Regions from separate parts of the Mus musculus genome. Here region 1 is linked to region 2. A link is a contact called in public HiChIP or PLAC-seq data. All regions are on one chromosome and are shown on one strand. The core of a region is the stretch at or near the end of the contact, and the rest is flanking DNA. Distances in the headings are between cores, read along the strand shown. Region 1 overlaps Col25a1 (collagen, type XXV, alpha 1). Region 2 holds the start of Pla2g12a (phospholipase A2, group XIIA).

The links. HiChIP or PLAC-seq counts read pairs in DNA pulled down with a chosen protein or histone mark.
Region 1: a contact with region 2 is called in an H3K27ac HiChIP or PLAC-seq map of acute myeloid leukemia, with 4 times the contacts expected there. The contact joins the enhancer-like site here to the promoter of Pla2g12a in region 2.

Annotation. Positions count from the first base shown.
Region 1 is chr3:130,593,045-130,595,980 of GRCm38.p6, reverse strand. It overlaps Col25a1 (collagen, type XXV, alpha 1), which reads right to left. Exons shown (of 38, transcript NM_029838.4): 38 at 1-881. The coding sequence ends at 879. Among named protein-coding and RNA genes, the nearest start is that of Etnppl, 23 kb to the left of the region's middle. Within about 2 kb of position 1,315, at least 5 of the 459 cell types and tissues checked have an H3K27ac peak or open chromatin away from gene starts, as enhancers often do. A contact at or near this core is called in acute myeloid leukemia, where this site is marked.
Region 2 is chr3:129,877,212-129,880,525 of GRCm38.p6, reverse strand. It overlaps Pla2g12a (phospholipase A2, group XIIA), which reads right to left and starts at 1,920. Exons shown (of 4, transcript NM_023196.4): 1 at 1,591-1,920. The coding sequence starts at 1,807.

The DNA of each region.
Region 1 (2,936 bases), core at 66-2,565, 720 kb before region 2:
TAAAAATAAACCAATTTCTGCCGTTCTGGGTGTTAGCGTTTGTAAACCTTCTTCCAACTTGGTCACATGGAAGACAGTGCAGGAGTGCTGAACCGGTCCTCGTCCCGCATCTTCACCACCAAGCGTCGCCCAAGGAAAACTAGAGGCAGCCATCAGCCTAACCCTTTGGTATTTCAACCAAGGTGGTCACATGAGCGCACAAGATCAGGAACTGTGTGGATCTGCAGTCGGGACTGCAACTCCCTCAAAATATAAGACCAACTGTGTGTGTGCACACTCTCCGTCAGCTTATCTCTTTTTGGCAATAAGCCACGGTGTAACCCCCTTGAGATGACAAAAGGAACAGGAGCTCAGATGTAGGCACAGACCTCACTAGGCAGCATGCAAGCAAGCATCTGCATTTGCACAAGCAGGTTTGGCACACGGTCATGCTGGTTTTAGTCAGTTTCAGTAGGTGGTGTAGGCATGAATGAATGCTACCGGGAAATGTGTGCCGCGTATTCATAGCTTTGAGTCCATATTTGGTCACAATTTCATGTAAACTATTTCATGGCACTTTTTGTCCATGCAATTAACAAGCCCCAAGTAAGAAGACAGCAAAAGCAATCAACTGATCTCTATCACTGATGTCCATATAAACACATACATATGTTCACATAAAATAGAGACGCTATACTTCCTGCGGGTTCCTCACTTCCGTAAACTGCCTAACTTCAGACGTGAGGAAAGATAGATAAGGGTGCTACTGTGGACAGGGAGAAGCAGTGTGTCGGGTGAGCTGATCTCACACTTGCGAAATCTGCACTTCAGTTTCTCAACTATAAATATAAAAGGTGGACCATTATATACACAACTTCATGCTCGGAAGGTTAGATTCATCACTGCAGAAAAAACAGACAACAACAACAAAAGACACGTGGTGTTAGTAGTTCTTTGCTAACAACTCCAAATTAACATTTATTTTACAAACGCTGGAAGAACCTTGTAGTTTTCCTTTTTTTAAGTCAGCAAGCTGATTTGATCTTTTTTCAATGTCTCCCAGATTAAAGTTTAAAAACTCCAGTTTAACCATAATTCTCTCCTTAGTTCCCACCCACAATTTTCCATTGTCAACTAGGAACTTTTAGATAAAGGATTGTCTTAGTCACTGTTCTGAGACTAGGAACTTTTGGATAAAGGATTGTCTTAGTCACTGTTCTGAGAAAGCAGAAAGCCATGATCAACTGAAAGACCAAAGGGTCTAAGCTGAAAGGTGCCATTGACCAACACCTTCCTGTGTAACATGCGTCCGCATTTCCTGTTTGTTCCTCCTAAGGCTAGCCTTGCCCAGCTAGCAGGCTGATAAGGTGAGCCTGACTGCTATGCTTTCTCATGCATGTGACAGTTCTGCTGGGACAAAAACATTCCCCAAGTCTCTGGTGCCTCATTTTGAAGAACCCTGTTGTGAAGGTCTTTGCAGAACTGCCACTGGCTCTGAGAGCGAGAGGCAGATTGCATTGTGCTATTCCTTTATAGAGCAGATCCTAAAAGATTTCTTTAGGGTTTGTTTGTTTGTTTGAGACAGTGTTTCACTGTGTAGACCTGGCTGGCCTCAAACTCTCAGAGCTTTGCCTGCCTTCTGTGTATTGGGACTAAAGGCATATGCCACCATGACCGGTGAATGCCTTTAGTTTTACTCAAAGAAAAATCAACAAGTAAAGTCAAATGCAGAGGAGAGTGAGATAGTGTCTGTGTCTTGGCCCCCCAACCCCTGACAGCCCACTAGCCCAGAGTCCCCTTGCAATACTTTCACTAATAACACTGTTTTTCTTTTTCCAAGAAAAACTGTGTGAGGATGAACATGCCAGCTGGCAGATGGTGGTCCACACCTTTAATCCCAGCACTAGGGAAGCAGAGGCAAGTTGATCTCTATGAGTTCGAGGCCAGCCTGGTCTACAGAGCTAGTTGCAGGACAGCCAGGGCTATACAAAGAAACCAAACCAACCAACCAAAGAGTATGAACCTATCAATACCCATCATGGAGGATCTATATGTAGTTAATGGTTAATGGACAGATGTTTTCCTTAGCAGTCCAGCCACTGGTACCCATACTCCTTCAAATAATCCTGTATCTACGCTTCTCTGAGCAACCTAATGAAATTCAGTAGACCATCAAAATAGCAAGGGAACTGTTGAAATGAAGATCAGTGGTGGCTGGGTGAATGTGACCAAAATGTATTATATACATATATGAAGATGTCATAATGGACCCATTATGTACAACTAGTAATGCTAATAAAACATTAAATTCCACAAAAGTGTTTATCTTAGTAGCCTAAATAGGACTAACCAGAAGCCACCTATTGGCTTTATTTACAACATCAATAAAAAATTACTTGAATATTTGAGATATCTAAATTGGCCATCTAAGAAATCTGAGATCATTTCATTTCTCTCACTAATTCATTTATGTTTGAGGATGGGAGCTCCACAATGTGGTGATTGGAGTTCATGTGTGCTTTGGGGAGGGGGGGCGTGCTAAGCAATACCAATGCTCAATGGTTGAGTTCTTTGAAGAATATGCTAGATCCATGAGATGCTTAATCTTATGTAGAATATAGTATCTAGTTCATAGAAAGATCAATATTTATAAGGACAGTTTCTGAGTCTCTTGCCCTATTCATATTATATCAGGTTTTCCATCTCAAGAGCTAACAACATGAATATTATGTTGTTGCCGTAACATTTATGCCTTTCTGAAGAGCAAAACTATTTTAAAGTGCCGCAGACTCATGGTGACTCCAAGCTCTGAGTGGTGTCACAGGGTGGGGGAAGTGAACTGTTTGTATCTCTAAGATGCAGTGCACTCATGACCAGGTCTCTAAAGAGTCACCATCTCATTCAATTACAGGGGAGAGGTTAGAGAGAGGTTAGAAATGGCCATTCTAGTATGGGGT
Region 2 (3,314 bases), core at 671-3,170:
TCGGTGGAAGGTTTTAGGCCTAAGTTTTGGAGGCAAATGGAGATCCCTAGAATGAATTCAATGGAATGTTCTTTATATTATCATAAAGATGGAGGCTATCTGTAGACTTATAAGCTGCAGGGACGTCACAGGTTTACAGGAGAGACTTTTTTAAAATTAAGTTTACCAACTCTGCAATCAGGGTTTCTCACTAAAGTCATGAATTTCCCTATTATTTTCAGCTGGTAGCCTTGGCTAATCTCATAAGAAGCTTGATTTTACAAGTTCTATATCCTAACATTCTGAATTGCCAAACAGAAGCCTCATCCCACCCCTCAAAACACACACACACACACACACACACACACACACACACACACACACACACACAGAATGCTTTAAAATAAAACAAAACACTAAAACAACAAAAAACCCTCACTCAAATCACTGCCTTAAGTGCTGATTTTATGACTATTCACGCTGCCATGAAACAAGTTCTCAGATTCAAACAGAATGTTTAAAAACAATGAAAGGAATGAGCAGACAAACTCTAATATTGACAGAGAATAAGGAAGAGAGGCCAGTGATACCCAAGAAAGCTACAAGGCGGACAAGATGGCTTGTGTCTGTCATCCAAAACCTGGGTGGCCAAGGAACAGGAGTTTAAGGTCAGTCTCAGCTACATACCAACTTCAATGCCAGCATGGGCTACCTGAGACCCTGTCTCAAAAATCAAATCAAGACAAAACTGCAAGTCTTAGATTGTTTTCCAGAAGTTAGGGAACTTTTTCAATGCAGTATACCTCCCTCAAAAACCAAGTACATCAGAAATCTATACAAAAGCCACAATTTATTTTACCTAGCTTTGCAGGTAAACAAACAAAATGGCACTTAACACCAACTGATGGCTTTTAAATTGTCGTTTGGCTTTCTATGTTTAGCTGAACCAATTACATGATGTGTGTGCGCGCGCCTGTGCATGACCGCACGTGCTAAACTCAGTCTGTCCCACTTCCCTCCCACCTTTCCCGCCCCCCACCCCCACCCCGCCCCGTACATCAGAAAGTTCTTAGGCAACTTTGTGCAATGGCGGGGAGAGAGGGCGAGAAGCTCAGATGCAAAGGAGAGCAGAGTGCAGAGCGCGCACTCAGGTGACCTCTCACATTTGTTCCCAGCTTGCTCAATCCCAAGGACAGCACGCTCCAAGCGCTGCTCATTCTTTCCACACCCGAGGACGCAGTCAATGCCTGTCTGGCGTCTGTTCCCCTAATCCCCCTGTCCCGCACTCGTCCTTCCATCCCGCTTCCCTGTCCCCGCCCCCCTGCTCCGCAAGTGTCCCCCGCCCCACAACCTGCCCCACACGTACCCCTCCATCTTCTAGCCCCCCACTTGTGCCCCATCCACCTGCTCCACACTTGTTCATCTACCTGTTCCACACTCCACACACACACATCCCCCTGCCTGGCACCAGTCCCTTTATTTTCTCGCTTCATACCCGTCCCCATCCACTTGCCTGGCTCGGATTCTCGCATTTCCCCCCAACCCCCCAGCCTCCGGGGACTGTCCCGCCTCCAACCCCCTGCCACCCCGCGCCCCCTTGTCGCGGCTCACCGTCGCTGCACTTGTACTGGCAGAGCCCGTCCTCCCCGCCCAGCAGGTCCAGCGCGGCGTTGAGGTACGTGTCTATCTTGTGGATGCCGTTGCGGATGGTCTTGAGGGTGGCCCTCCAGTCGGTGGTCTGGTCCTGTTCCTGCCCACGCGCAGTGGCCAGCAGCAGGAGGAGGAGGAGCGCGGGGCTCCGGGCGGGCGCGGGCCGCGGAGTCACCATCTGCGGGGCCGGCGCGGCGGGGCTGGGCAGCGGCGCGCGCTCCGGCTCCGGCTCAGGCCCCCGGCCTCCTCCGCGCTCGCGAGCTCGCGCCCCGTCACTGAGCTGCGCCGAACGGTGGGCCCGCCCGGGCACGCGCGCCGCTGCCCACAGTGCGCATGCGCCCGAGCGTGGGAGCCTCATTGCCCACGTGGTCTCCGGAACGCTCCCGTAGCTTACGGTCCTGCCTCTATGGAGTCTTAAAAACGCCTTGCCAATGCCCTAGACATAGTCATTGCTTTGGTTCAACACCACAGTGAATTGGTTTTGTTTTGTTTTGTTTGTTTTTTGTATTGTTTTTCAAGACTGGGTCTCTGTGTAGCCCTGGCTGTCCTGGAACTCACCTAGACCAGGTTGGCCTCGAACTCAAGAGATCCGCCTGCTGGGATTAAAGGCGTGCGCCACCGCCTCCCAGCTCCTAGTGAGGTTTGTTTGCTTGCTTGTTTTACAAAGCTCTCCTGTTTACCGAGACACCATAATTTAGAACGACTCCAGTAGCACAGCCTCCCTTGGGCTCCGCAGTCCCAGCCTTTACTGGACAAGGCCTGGGGTCCAGCGTAGAAAACTGTTTGAACACGGGCTGGCCTTGCACCCTACCAAGCCTGGATTTGCCTCCTGGGTTCTTGTGGGAACCCTATGATCAGCCGCAGTCCTAGCAGCGCAGCATGGTCTGGAGGATTGTTGAAGATGGAACTCTGCTCAATCTGCCAGAGCACTTCCTCCATTGCTTCTAATTCTAAGGAAGGAGAAGTTGGCAGTTATCCCTCCTTAAAATTCTAAATACTGTAGAGAAAAAGCTAATCACCGACTAGGCAGAGGAAAGGGAGGCAGGAGTGTGTCTTCCGAAGCGGGACAAATGCGGTAAGGTTACCTGGGACCAGCCCTCAGTTAATTTTTCTGAGACAGAGTCTTGGCCTGTAGCCCAGGCTGCCCTCCAACTTGCCTTGAACACACTATCCTCTCAAGTGCTAGGATCTTGGCGCCAAGCCTCTCTCTTTTCTATTTCTTTACACATTTACATCTTGCTGAATGTATGTCTTTTACCTTAACAATAACCTGTGCTCTGAGGACACGGGTTGCCGCGTGTCTCTCTCTGGGGATTACGTTCTCAAATGCCAGATTCTTTGGCACCTTTTCTCGTCTATTGCACACGGATGCAATAACACGACTGGTTAAACCGGATTCAGTTCCTCACTTCTCTTTATGATCTGCCATCCATGGCCACAGCAGTCACCTCATAATTAAAATAAAATCTCACCATTGCCACAGACTCAGATCCCCCTCCCTGGTACCCTGTCGTCATCAGTTTTGTCCCCAGACACTGTATTTTCTTTCCTTGACCCATCTAGAACCAGGGGCATTCTCCTTCCCCAAGGTGGCTTCTGTCTTCTTCAGTCTCCCTTGGAACAGTCTGGGATCTCCTGTCTTCCATATCTCATGTCAGCCCTCCACCCTCCCCTGCCTCTTCCTC